3 separate regions of the Mus musculus genome follow, and regions 1 and 3 are each linked to region 2. The links are chromatin contacts, called in public HiChIP or PLAC-seq and promoter capture Hi-C maps. All regions are on one chromosome and are shown on one strand. The core of a region is the stretch at or near the end of the contact, and the rest is flanking DNA. Distances in the headings are between cores, read along the strand shown. Region 1 holds the start of Nfatc2 (nuclear factor of activated T cells, cytoplasmic, calcineurin dependent 2). Region 2 holds the start of Sall4 (spalt like transcription factor 4). Region 3 holds the start of Zfp64 (zinc finger protein 64).

What was found. HiChIP or PLAC-seq counts read pairs in DNA pulled down with a chosen protein or histone mark. Capture Hi-C pulls out chosen DNA fragments and counts their contacts.
Region 1: a promoter capture Hi-C map of pancreatic islet shows a contact between it and region 2. The contact joins the promoter of Nfatc2 here to the promoter of Sall4 in region 2. A contact is called at or near these places in 4 of 39 promoter capture datasets (embryonic stem cells, hippocampal neurons, liver and 1 more) and 1 of 9 other capture datasets (pancreatic islet).
Region 3: a contact with region 2 is called in an H3K4me3 HiChIP or PLAC-seq map of embryonic stem cells, with 31 read pairs. The contact joins the promoter of Zfp64 here to the promoter of Sall4 in region 2. A contact is called at or near these places in 3 of 39 promoter capture datasets (embryonic stem cells, hippocampal neurons and stem cell-derived epiblast-like cells), 5 of 484 Hi-C or Micro-C datasets (all in embryonic stem cells), 6 of 115 datasets of contacts at active chromatin or transcription factors (embryonic stem cells, extraembryonic endoderm stem cells and stem cell-derived neural progenitor cells) and 3 of 9 other capture datasets (adipose tissue, embryonic stem cells and pancreatic islet).

Annotation. Positions count from the first base shown.
Region 1 is chr2:168,588,278-168,592,668 of GRCm38.p6, reverse strand. Nfatc2 (nuclear factor of activated T cells, cytoplasmic, calcineurin dependent 2) reads left to right here and starts at 2,304. Exons shown (of 11, transcript NM_001136073.2): 1 at 2,304-2,607. The coding sequence starts at 2,478.
Region 2 is chr2:168,764,154-168,768,764 of GRCm38.p6, reverse strand. Sall4 (spalt like transcription factor 4) reads left to right here and starts at 1,564. Exons shown (of 4, transcript NM_175303.4): 1 at 1,564-1,853. The coding sequence starts at 1,736. It overlaps Gm14261 (predicted gene 14261), which reads right to left and starts at 2,622. Exons shown (of 2, transcript NR_166178.1): 1 at 2,521-2,622; 2 at 655-1,983.
Region 3 is chr2:168,953,479-168,957,511 of GRCm38.p6, reverse strand. Zfp64 (zinc finger protein 64) reads left to right here and starts at 1,925. Exons shown (of 6, transcript NM_009564.2): 1 at 1,925-2,393. The coding sequence starts at 2,348. Gm39993 (a long non-coding RNA gene) reads right to left here and starts at 1,429. Exons shown (of 2, transcript XR_867023.3): 1 at 866-1,429.

The DNA of each region.
Region 1 (4,391 bases), core at 1,055-3,554, 180 kb after region 2:
TCTATCTATCTATCTATCTACCCATCTAAACAACCACCCATCTATCCATCCACCCATCCATCTGTCCATCTGTTCATCTAAACATGTCTGTATTCATATTCAAGCATCTATCCAAGCTCCATTCATATGTCTATCCACTGTATGTCAGGTTATGAATAAGATGGTCATGGACCACCTTCGTGGCTCTCATAGGTCTTTGGAGATACAATTCCCTGATTGGCCACGTGTGGGTCTTTCATTCTCTTCCTTGACAGGCATGATGGGACAACTGTGTTATATGTCTACCAAGATTATCTTAAGAGCAGCTCCCAGGGGCTGGAGTATATATAGTTCAGTGGAAGAATACTTGCCTCACACTTGTGAGGCCCTGGGTTCAGTTGAACAGCCTCGGGGAACAGTTAACAGAATAAAGGCAGACAGATTCTGGACAGGCACAGGCAATAGACACCAGCTTGACCAGAAGCATTTAGTCATCATGGGATAGAGCAGCCATTCTCAACCTGTGGGTCATGACTGACCCCTTCGGGTATGTCAAAAGACCCTTTCTCCAGGGTCACCTAAAGACCATTGGAAAACACAGGTGTTTACATTATGATTCACAACAGTAGCAACATTTCAGCATGAAGTAGCAACAAAAATAACTTCATGGTTGGGAGGTCACCATAGCATGAGGAACTGTATTAGGGGGTTGGTTGCAGCGTTAGGGAGGTTGAGGACCACTAGAGCAGAAGGTTAGCAAGGGATGAGTGGGGGTGGCAGAGGATTCAAGAGCTCGCTCATTTCTACTGTAGTGCTTCTCTTGTGTTTCCTTGGCCAAATTTCAGAGTCCAACCTTGGGTCCCTGTCATAAGGACCTGGGGAGAAGATGCATTTCCTTCTAGAGATCAAGGTCTTGGCTGGAGTCCCCACCCCTAAGACATTTGGATGCTCCCACTACAATTCTCCTTTATGCCCTGACAGCCAGAAGGTACTCTGTAAGCCTGGAACCTGGAGCTTTTAACCAGGCTCCACTGGATTGTAGTGTGTTGGGGAGTTTAGAAAAGCCTGCTCACAGCTCTTTACATCTGTGTCCTGTGACCAGGGTAGCAGGATAGCCTTGCAGTAGCCCGCATCTCAGCATCTGCAGCAGTTACTCAGCAAAGATTTCCGAAAAGAAAGATGAGAGTGGTTTGGTTTTGGTGGCAAGACTAGTTCTCTCCCTCTGTAGCCCAGGCTGACCTCAAATGAGGCAATCCTATTGTCTTTGCCTCTCTGGTACTGGGACTATCAGTTTGCCTAACCAACCACACCCATCTCAGTGATGGATGGCTTGAGATACACCTCCTCAGTGGAGAAGTGGCTCCCCCTGAAGAATGCTTGCCAGGCAGGAGTGCAGTCATTGTCACCAAGCTTGGGTGACCAGGACCAGAGGGCTCCACCCACCTAGACTTCTGATCTTTGGTCTTATCACCTCCTCTCTTGAGGTTGCAGTTGCAGCGGAGCCTGGCTTTTAAAAGCTGTTTTGGTGACTGTTATCATGCTGGGGTGGGGGTGGGGGTTATCAGGGAGCACTGCCCATCTCCGCTTTGCTACCTTGTTTCTTGCTCTGAGAAGTTGTTAACTGGGAGTCTCTTTGGAGGGTGGCCCTGGGTTCTTCAGCAGTCACCCCAAACCTCTGCCTTAGGGGCTTGATCAAAATTCCATAATATTGGGTTTGAATCCAGACTAGGAACTGAGAGACCCGAGGAGGAGCCTGGTAATCTACATCTTCCGTCAGCCGGAAGTACAGGTTACCTGTCAGCCCTGCCTCCCACACACCAGACCACTTCCTGTTCTCACTACCAGGACAGGGTCCCCAGATCATCATGAATCAAACTTCGCGTGTCACTTCCCTCTGGCGCCAAAGCCTTCGCAGCTTCTGCTGGTTTCTCTCCTGGTTATCAAAAGGGGTGATGATCTTTATCCCTAATTTGTCCCAACCGGCCCACAGTGGCTGCTATATGCTGGGTGGCACGTGGTAGGTGGCCCAGGCCTGGTCAATTGAGTTTAGAGCTTGCAAATCAGAGACAGACACTTTGGCATGAGCCATAGCTGTGGGCATCCCCAAGAAGACAGGGCGCCCCTCTCCTAGGAATCGGGAAAGGCTCAGCGAGTGGTCCCTAAGGTAGAGCTCGCAGGCAACAGCTTCTGACCGGACCCTGGGTCAGACAGCAGCAGGTGAAGCAGAAGTTGTCTGGGCCTGTCGCTCAGGCCAGACCGGGCGGTGCCCCTCCCCGTCCGGGCGGCGCCCCGCCCCACCAGCCACCGCCGTCCCCGCCCCCTCCAGGCTGCAACAGGTGCCTTGAGCAGGAAGCTCGCGCCGCCACCCGCTCCCCGGACGCGTCCAGGACCCACTGCGCCGTGAGCCATCCTCGGCCTCACCGTGCGCCACAGATACGGTGACCCCTGCTCTGCGCCCCGCGACTCTATACGAACCCGCATCCCGAACGCCCCGAGCCATGGACGTCCCGGAGCCGCAGCCCGACCCCGATGGCGGGGACGGCCCCGGCCACGAGCCCGGGGGCAGTCCCCAAGACGAGCTGGACTTTTCCATCCTCTTCGATTATGACTATCTGAACCCTATCGAAGGTCGGTAGAGGCTCCCCAAGCTTAGTCCTAGAGCCCTGGCGGGGACAGGGCCTAGGGACCCGATGCAGGGCTTCCTCCTGGAGCCTGCAGCAGGGGTTGCTCCTGCCCTAGTGACAGGGAGGGGAGCCAGAGTGGCCACACCATGGGGGAGGGGGGAGATTTCCAGGAGGTTGAGGGTCACTGTCAGTATAACAAAGGATGGTTAGCTCCCTAGTTCAGCCCAGAGGCTGTAGAGGAGATGTTTTTGCTTTCTGAGAGTGGCTTCGGTAGAGGTAGAGGGGCGTGTGCCCAAGGATGTCAGAGAGGCTGCAGCTGAGCCTGACAGTCTTACCCCTGAGGCTGTGAGACAGTGAGCCTGCGGCATCCTGGGAGCCGGTTGTTGGGGACTTTGTGTTGAAACTAAGGAAGAGGCTCTGTCTCATGCTTGAGGGTGGTTTGCCTCTGGTGCCAGGAGGCTGGCCCATTTCCTCTCCGAGTTTACCAGTCGTTGCAGGTGGACCAGGTTACTAAGTGAGCTTTCACCAGCCCCTCACCCATGCTCTCATGGATGGGGCACCTGGGAGAGGAGGACCGGCTATTTCTGCTGAAGTTTAGTCTGGCCCCCTATTGCTGGGGGCTGGGCAACGCCTCTGTCACTCCAGCATTTAACAGCATCTGTCAGAGGCGGTAGCAGGCTTTATGCCCAGCTTCACATTGCATTTTCTGGTTAGAAAACTTGTTGCCTGGGAGCAAACAAGAAAACCTAACCAGGTTTCCTGATTTTGACAGCCCAGCCCTTGCCTGCGGCAGGCTCAGGGGCAAGCCTGCTGGCAGCTTCCAGATGCCTCAGTGGCTGCGGGCTTGCGGGCATCTGGTGCCTGGTGCGTAGGAAGGGTTTTGATGCCAGGCTGGGGAGTTGCAGAGTCCTGGTGGCATTAACCCTTTCTTCCAGCAGGGTCCTCACGGACAACCTTTGGGGAGGGACTTGCTTTAGTGACGATTTTTACGTTTCAGCTAGAGATGATAATAATAGTCAAAGAGCCAGTGTTCATGTTTTTTAGAGGTCCGTTCTAGGGACAGGTTTCCCTTGAAAAGACACAGTTAGCAATCTGTGAGCCATTCACACACATCAGTGGGCTGTGTATTCATTAAGATTAAAGTCCTATCTAGCTGGCAGGGAATTCACACTCCTCTCTCAGGCTCTCTCTCTCTCTCTCTCTCTCTCTCTCTCTCTCTCTCTAGGTGAGGGTGGAGGGTGAGGATTTCCGGGGAAATAGTTTCCAAGCCAAATCTGGTGGGAGGTGCTTTTTATAGTTTTTCTTGGCAAGCAGAGCTCCGTGGCCAGCAGATGGGTGGCTTAATGACCATGGGAAAGCCTGGTACCCTGTGTTATTGTTGTGTTTTTAATAATATACTTTATTTGGGGGTTCCAGTTTTCCGTTTGTAGAAGCACTGAGATAGTAACACAGAGTTCCCAGATATCCAAGACCCCTTCCCGCAAGGCATACATCAGCATGGTGTATCGGTTTGATACTGATACTTTGTCATTGAGAAAAGCCCATGCTTTTTCAGTGAGTGTGTGTGTGTGTGTGTGTGTGTGTGTGTGTATGTGTGTGTGTGTGATAGCCTTGAAGCACTGTGTTAGAAATAGGTGCTATAAATACCTTATATATAGCCTATTTAATTTATTTCTGTGACAGGGTATCACATAGCTCAGGCTGGCCTGGAACTAGACAGCTTCCTGCCACTGCATCCTCAGAGTTGGGGTCACAGGCCTGTGCCACCCCTGCTTTATTTTATTTCTG
Region 2 (4,611 bases), core at 315-2,814:
ACATTCCTTCAGATTTGTGAGTTATAGCGCCTGCTCTGCTCCTTTCCCAGAAAGGTGTGGAGAATATTGGTAGATTAGTCAGCGAGAAGGCAGGTGTTAATTTGCCTTCTGACTCGGTATCAGAATCTTCAAGTGCTTTTATGCAGCATGAAAACAGATTCTTCCCCGCCAAGGCCACCACGCCGCCACCCTGGCTGGCAGGAGGGGCTGTCCTATTTCTTTTAGATGTTGCGCTCGAAGTAATTCAAGCTACGTTGCAGAAGAAAGACCAGAACTGGAAAGCAGGCATTTCTGTAAGGGCTCAGTGCTAGCTACGCATATCAAACCTGTGGTCCAGCTGACTTATTCAGCTCTGGGTTGTCCACAGGCACAGGTGAGCATGCTCATGAGGTCAGGCTCCTGTTTCCCGCTTCCTTCCTCACCAGCCTCTCAGAAGCAGGAAACGACAAATAGCTAATCAAGAAAATGCAAAGCAGAAAGATGGAGGAGAGGCTGATGTCTGCCCAGTCTCTCATAATGAAGGCAAAGTCAAATAAGGATCTAGCTGTCCACAGGTCCCATGGGAAGGCCACAGAGGGGGCTGGCCAGTTAGTTGAACTTCTTCAACACTGAGCTCAGACACTGTTGCAAGGAAGTTAGCCAATTAAACTTAGGTAGATTTGAGAAATAAATTTTTATATCCATACACACCCTTTTAGGAAATTCTAGGCATTCCCGAATCAGGACCACACAACTTCAGGAGGAAGTGGCTTTTCTGTAAGTCAGTTCTGTATTGCAGTGTTCTAGAAAGCAGTTAAGTACAAACACCCTCGTACCTTTTGGGAGCCCTGAACAGCTTTAGGGATAGAATCTGCAACCACTTGCTATTCTGGAATTGTTTTCTAGCAAGTTTGCTTTTCATCTGCCCTTTCTACAGTTAGCAGACAGTGGTTTAGAAGTGCTTCCGAAAATCCAGGAAGTTTACAACAAATCCTGGCTCGTGAATATGAATCCCGCGAGTATTACTCAGCATTTTAAGGATGCAAACCCTGGTGGGTTCGGAAGAGCTTGAAATTAGGTAAGATGGGGAGGTGGGATGGACAGAAGGTACCACCGGCCACTTCAAAACGCAGTTTTAACATTTCCGTAAAAAGAAAATTGAAAAGGGACTCGAGTCTCTTGTTCAGGTTTGATTTTAGAGGGAAAAGTTGAACCGACTTATTTTTCTGTGAGCGGAAAGACCTTTCTCAGCTGGTAGTTATCAACTACGCCAATTACTACAATAATTTTGTGGAGCGCGTAACCGAGATACATCGGTTCTAGAACTTTCATGTCCAGCCCTGATTTTCAATAAACCAATTTTCCTTTTTCCGTCTCAGAATTCGGATAGTGGCCGCAAGGATGATTCCCCCCACCTCCAAGTCGATCCACGCCTCGGCCAATCTGAGCCCGGATGCTAATTAGCTATGCTTCCTAGATGAACACGCCTTTGTCACATGTAGGGCCGGACTACAAGGCCCAGCATGCCTCTCCCCTCCCTGATCAATGAGGGCTTATTTAAATGATCTCTGAGGTCTTGGACCCAGGCCAATCAGCTGTCAGAGCTCATGATAAATCGCAATGCATTATTGATAATAATAATTACTGGGACATGCGCGTTTCGGCCGAAGGGGGCTAAAATTTCCCAACTCCAGGAATTGGTGGCGGAGAGGGGGCAAGTCACCAGGGCTCTTCCCGGCGCCCCAATGCGCGCACCATGTCGAGGCGCAAGCAGGCGAAGCCCCAGCACATCAACTGGGAGGAGGGCCAGGGCGAGCAGCCTCAGCAGCTACCGAGCCCCGACCTCGCCGAGGCGCTGGCGGCGGAGGAACCCGGTGAGTGCGGCTGCGGCCACGTCCGTGCGCCCGACTGTCCGTGCGTCCCGGGAGGGCGCTCCTAGCACTGCCGCGCGTCCCTCGAGGGCGCGGGTTCCGGGAGCCGATTCTGGAATGGGGATTCCGGACTCTGTTCCAGGAAAGGAGAGATGCGGAGGGAGGGAGCCTCAATCCCCCACCTCGGAGGGAGCCTCAACCCGCCCACCCCTTTGCAAATCCCCCTAGTTTTCTCCCTCTTATTGTAAAGTTGATTCCACATTCTGCCTCTCCCTCCAACTTCTCTCTCCTCGTCCACAGTCCCATAATTGGTTTCCCTCCTTTGGATACATAAGCACCCACCTACGCCGGTAACTTGGGCTTCCTTCACCCCCTCTCTAGTGGCGCCGCTTTTAAAAGAAAGAGACCCCCAAGTCTCCCCACCCTCTCTACTACCCTCTTGGGGGCCCCTGGGGGAGGGGCGCACCTCTGGGGGACCCCCCGAGGAGGGCGATCTGTTGCACGCGCCCCTCCCAGGCCGAGTGGGGGGAGGGGGCGCGACCTCTCCCCACCCCCAGGCCGGGGTACGGGCCACCCGCACAGCGCAGAGGGCGGGGGAGGCTGTTGGGCTTAGTTCCCTTTCGGAGGAAGGGAACTTTTATTTTTTTGTAATTTTAGATATTTTGTTTACCTTTTTTTTTCTTTCCGCCTTTCCCGGGGGCTACGGCGCCTGCTGCCGGTCCTCGCCCTAACCTTTCGGGGCCTGACCTCCAGCCATCTTTGATTTCCGACTATCTAAAAATAACCGCGGCCAGCGGGAGGGTGCGGGCCGGGGCCCGGGCAGCGGGTGCATGGTCACCCCCTCTGGGGCGCACCCCCGCTCCTTTATTTATTTTTTTGCACGGATCCCCCGGGCGGCACTGCTCAGCACACGCCCGGGAGGTGAAAGGGGAGAGGTCGGGTTGCGGCTGACCCGGCCTGAGCCTCCACGGAGTTCAGGACCTCAGCGCGGCCGGGAGCTGCGGGCGAGCCCCTCGTCCCTGCCCGCCGTGCTGTCGCCGAAGAAACCGGGAACGTTGGGAGGAGGGAGTCCCCCTGGGCCTCCCGCTCGATTCCAGCTCTCCGCGGATGGTGGGCGGTGTGCGGACTCTGCGCGCTCTGCTTGGGCGCTCCTGTTTTCCCCGGAGTGGGATCCTACTTTTCCCAAACTTAACGAGTTTATCAAAGTTCAGTGACCTTCTACCTCATTGTATCCCCCCCCCCTGCCCCCCAGGGCAACTGGAAGGTCATTGCTTGTTCGAGGGGGCGGATGTGAGTTTTGGGGCGTTGGAGCATCCCACATCATAGGGCCGGGCAGCTGGGATGGACTCTTTGTGCCTTGGCCCGGGGAGCTAGGGGTGGGGGTGCAGATCATGGAGAGGCTGGGTCGCTTGGTCCACCTGGAACAAAAGGGTTAACCCTCAGCCCGCCTGCTTCCTCTGGAGAGGAGGGGCGAGCTCTCGGCCCTGACCCCTCCCCTGGTCCTGCGATGACCTCCCTTCCCCCTCCATTTGGGGTGAGCGCATACTAGTGTTTTTTGTTTTGTTTTTTTCTCCTATTTAGCTGGTGGTGGGGACTCTGGGGGTGGGCGGCATGGAGAGGTGGCTTGCTATAGAAGGGCTTCCGAAATCTCCGCTGGCTGGAGTCGTAGTTAACCTGGCTGCACCCTGAGGCCGCTGGGCGCGCGCTGCCACCCAGCCTTGGGAAGCGAGTTTTCTGCGGATCACTCGCGGTCGGAGCCCGGCCTCTGGCGTGCGGGCGCCCTCTGGAGACCGGCCATGTGCGGACTGCGACACACACCTGGTGAGTGAGGTTAGCTAGGCCGGAGACCCGCACACGCGTGATCTCTGTGGGGTCCCCATCTTCTGCATCAACATCAGTGTTTGGGAATCTTCTCCAAGAGTTCTTAAAATGTGTTTGTAGGGGGACCTCGATTGTGGTTTTGGGAAGAGGTTTTTTGTTTTTGTTTTAAAATTTCTTTAATGCCTGCATTTTGGGATCACCCTTAGTTTAGATAAATCTTTTGGAAGCTTTTGGATCCCTCTTGGTCGGTCTGTAGGAGAATGCAGGTTTTTTTTTTTTTTTTTTTGAGCAAGGCAAATGAAATCCGGGCAATAATTAGCAGATCAAAAAATCCGCAGGTGGTCAAGGAGAAGGGGCTTACAGTACTTAAAGGAAAATTAGCATTTTCTCAAAAGGGTTCCAAATGCCCTTTGTGCTAAACTGGATTACAACCTTCAGCTATTACGATTCCCAGGTTTTTAGTAATTTAGCGCTCCTCGCCATCCTTCATCGACCTGCCTGTGCCTGGCTTAGTTAAGGTTTCAAGCTAATTCAGTCTTCCCCCAAAAGGGGGAGGGGGCTTCTTTTTTATTCATTTAATTGCATGTAAAATGTGCTCCCTAACCCTCGGAGGTTCTCCACTGCCAGTAAACGATACTTTGTCATTGGTGATGGGGATTAAGGGGATTTCAGTTTAAGTAGGGGACCGGGAGCCGTTTTGGGGGAGCTGAGGCATGGTTATTTTTGAATCTCCTCCTTTTGGATGTAAAATGTCAAATGAGAATTTGGGGAAAAGAATTTTGGCAGGATTCAGTACGAGGAAGCTCGGCGTTGCATTCTGGGTGTAACCTTGCCTAGGTGGACTAGTGTACCCCCACTTATTCACCCAGCTTTTTGGGTCCTTGTGTACAGTGGCAGTGAAAAAGTTTTCTATAGACTCCTTGCATGTTGAGGTAATTTC
Region 3 (4,033 bases), core at 676-3,175, 190 kb before region 2:
TCTCAGGAGCCAGTTAGAATTCCCATCACCCCCATATCCACCTTCTCCTTCATTTTAATGATGTTTTTGTCTGCTCCCTCTATGGCCAGGCCAAAAAAAAAGTTATTGTAAAGAGTGGCCAGGCAGATATGGAGGCCACCCATACTATTCATCATATATACAAGCTCATCCTGATTCCCTCAGCCACCTACAAGATGGGGGGGGCCATCTGCCTCTAAATCCGGGACCCAGAGAATCCCAGGTAGGAAATGCACATCGCTGGTAAACTACCATCGCTTCAACCCCAGACACCCAGTGAGCACAATTAATATCAGAGAAAATACATCCCGACTGAGTACCCAACCTCTGGAGATAGGTGAAGGAGGTAATTAAACACTCCTCCAAGGTGTGTTTGACATCTTTGATGTGCCCTCTCCTAAATAATACAAACCTGTCTCCTGCTTCAGATCTGGCCTCAGCCTACTGACTCCTTAATGTCACCCAATGTGGCAGCTTTGGAGATGGCTGGCTGTGGAGACGGCCTCCTGGGACTAGCTCACAACTGCCTCTTATAGCTTCTCCTGTGACCCTGTCAAATAACCCTCCCTCCCCATTCACCAAATTCACTGAGCCTGGGGTCACTCTGACTCCCTTTTTTCATATCATCCTCTTTGGTGTGACAAACTGTCTTATGGCACCTGGGACACGTTCCCTAGACTGCAACAAAACCGTAACCTTGCTACCTCATCTCAGCCCCAGTGCCTGCCCGTTCATATCCCCTCGATTCTTTGTGGCACTCTGGCCTACCACCCTAGTTGGTCAGGAGTTTGCATGCTAATATTTCTCTTCCCCAAGTTGGGGGTGACACACGGAGAAGAGCTCTTACCAATTCCTGTTGCACGCAATAGCTGCCAGACATGATGAAAGGGCAGTTCAAATCTTGCCCCTCCTGGCTGTCATCGAACCCTCTTTTATCAATTTCTTCTCCTCTGGCATTTCTTCAACAACAAACTCAAAAAACTCTCTAATCAAACAACTAATTTACTGTTACGGGACTACGGGCTGCTAGCCACAAAGCCTGAGTCTCATGGTTACGGAGTGTGCCCTGATGGTGAGGATCAGCAATGCCCGAACATGCGACAACCCCGGACAACAGGAAATAGTCCAAATTGCTCTCCGGCCTCAACATCACCCCTTCTTAGTTCCTCCTCTTTTATATTGAACGAAAGGGAGGGATGGTAGTTACTAGACATCTTCCACAACCTACCCAGGGACCCTGAGACGGCAATTACGTCATCAGTAGGAGCCAAGTTGAGCCACATTCCTCCCCTGCGCATGTGCTATAGTCCCTAAAAGGCGGACTTTCTTCCCGCCTCTTTTTGATCAACGCCCTTGCTCACCTCCACCCTTCCCAGAGGCAGCCACTCTAAGCCCCTCCCCAATAAACCTCTCAGAGTCTGACCCTTGGAGTGACTTTGTGGCTTAGATCATAACAGGAAATAAAAAGGGGCTGTGGAACCTTCTGGGTAAGCTCAAGGTTAGAGCTAAGGTCAGTTCTTCAGTGCAGGATTCTCGGGGAAGAGTTGCAAATAGTTGTGAGTCACCTAATGTGGGCGCTGGGATTCGTTGCAAGAGCAGCACAGACTCTTAGCCACTATGCCTTCTTTCCAGTTCACCATCCCCAAGCAATTCTAACAAACCCTCCATGCTGCGTGAAATACTGAAGCCCCCGTGGAGCAGAGCCCCAATGAATTCTCCCATCTACTACACACTAATCTCTTTTTTTTTTTTTTTTAAGTTACTTATATTGTACATGCAGATGCTTGAGTCTGTTTCCACCATGTGAGCTGGCTGGCAGGAAACCAGGCTTGGTGACGTGTGCCCTACCCCTGCTGAGCCATCTCACCGGCTCAACCCAGCAGCAGGGCAAAGGCCCCGCCCCGGTGTTACGCTGCCGGATCTGCCCTAGGGGAGCACCCCGGGATTTGGGGCTCCACTCTCCCAGGCCGGCAGCGCATCCTCCTGGCATCTGCGAAGGAATGAGCGTCTCCAGGAGGGCAAGATGCAAAGGCGCAAGGCGACCACAGAGTCCCTGGCATGCCTGGGATAGGGTGGAGGGATCGGTGTACTCGGGTCTTAGACTCCACGACCTTTCCCGGTTCCTCGGGAGAGCACCGCCTGGGAGTCGGGCTGGGTGCAAGGGGCCAGCGCCCTCTAGGCAGCGGAAGTGGCGCTGGTTGTACATCCGTCCCCGCCTCACAGAGTTGGGAGAAGACTGGCTGGTGCGGGAAATATGCAGGAGAAAAGTCTTTGCATAATGTAGAGCGAGCCGTGGGGCTCCGGGAGCGGCGCCCCAAGGTCTGGGGCCATGAACGCGAGCGTGGAAGGAGACACCTTTTCTGGATCGATGCAAAGTAAGTACTGAACAGACGCAGCTGGGGCCTGGCCCGGACAGAGCCAGCAGGCCCCGGGATCGGGGTGACGGCGCACCTTGCATGCCTGTCCCCGCCAGCCCAGTCGGCGTGTCAGGTCGGGAGCCGCCTGGAACTCTTGCAGTACCCCAGGGGAGGCAAGACCAGGGGAGGCCACGCGGCGAGGAGACTGTCACCACCTCCCCTGCCCCGCCGGGTGGAGTTTGGGGCGCAGAGGAGAGGAGAAAGTGGGGTGATCCAGGCCAACTGGTAGGGAAACTTCTGCTTCAGTGGCTCAGGTTGGAGCATCCCTGAGGGGCTCGCGGACAGGTTTGCAGAGCCATCCTGGCACTCAGGGTAGGGGATGATATGGGTGTGAAAGACCTGGCTGGGGGTGACTTGCAGTGAGTTTGAGGTTCTGCTATTTTCCTGACATCCTATAAGCTATTGCTATCTCCATGTGCCTTTGTTCCCCAAAGTACGGGCCACGGACTGAACCGTGGACCGGCCACCTGGAGCGCATGTGTTCAAAACAGGCTGCTTGGTCCATCCCCTGCAGGTCTCCGAGGGAGGGTGGGGCCGGAATCCCAGGTCTTTCCTTGTGCCTGGAGCCTCAGATGTTTGAAAAGCTGTGGACAAGGTTCGCAAACACCTGAGTCACTTTGCTAACTGCAGATATTATAGCCATTGGCTCCCCAAACTTGCCTGAGTGTCCTCTGAACTCTAAACCCAGTCCCCACCCACCCCATGTGTCTCAGTGTCTTCCAGTGCTGTGGACTTCGGGTTGTGTTTTAAAGAGGGACGACCCCACCAGATGACTTACTCTGGAATGGGAAATCAGTCCCCACATCAGAGAATTTATCTATAAGGATCCTAAGGAGAGATCTGTCTTTGTTTTGTTGTTGTTGTTGTTGTTTGGTTTTGTTTTTTGGTTATTCGACAGGGTTTCTCTGCGAAGCCCTGGCTGTCCTGGAACTCACTCTATAGAGCAGGCTGGCTCAGGAAGAGATCATCTGTCTTGTCCCCATTTTGCAGATGAGAAAGCCTTGGGTAAAGTGCCTGTTGACTGTGACAGTTTCAGGGTGCTGAGAAAGGTCCCCATTGCAACTTGTTCCTTTTGTGAATACCAGAGCATAACTTAGCACCGAACTCCTTCACTCTGGACCCCAGTCTCCCACCACCACGAAGACACCCTTAGCTATGCAAATATGGCTTCCTTCCTCCGTGTTTCTCTAGTCCTGGGGCTATTCTTGCAGCCACCTGGCAGCAGCAGTCCCGAGCAGGAAGGCCTTCTGTTGCTTTCTAACGCCCATTGCAAGGTGACTTACAAAATGTCGGCCCTAGCATCTTTGTCCTTGGTATGTCTACCACAGGACACCATAACACGCAGATGCCATGTCTTAGTCCGGGAGGAAACGGGACAGAATCAAAGGAGTCTACAGAAAATCACATTGTACGCCCAGCCCCATCGTGTTACACGAATGTGGTTCTGTAGTATTTAATTTCACGGGTTACAGACGTTACCTTATGATGTGTAGATACCGTGGAGTGATACGGTGTGGCACACGCCTGTGTGGTACTATGTAGGAGAAAGATTAGCTTCAGAATTTTAAGCATAAATAGTAGAAAGTGTTTTTGCAATG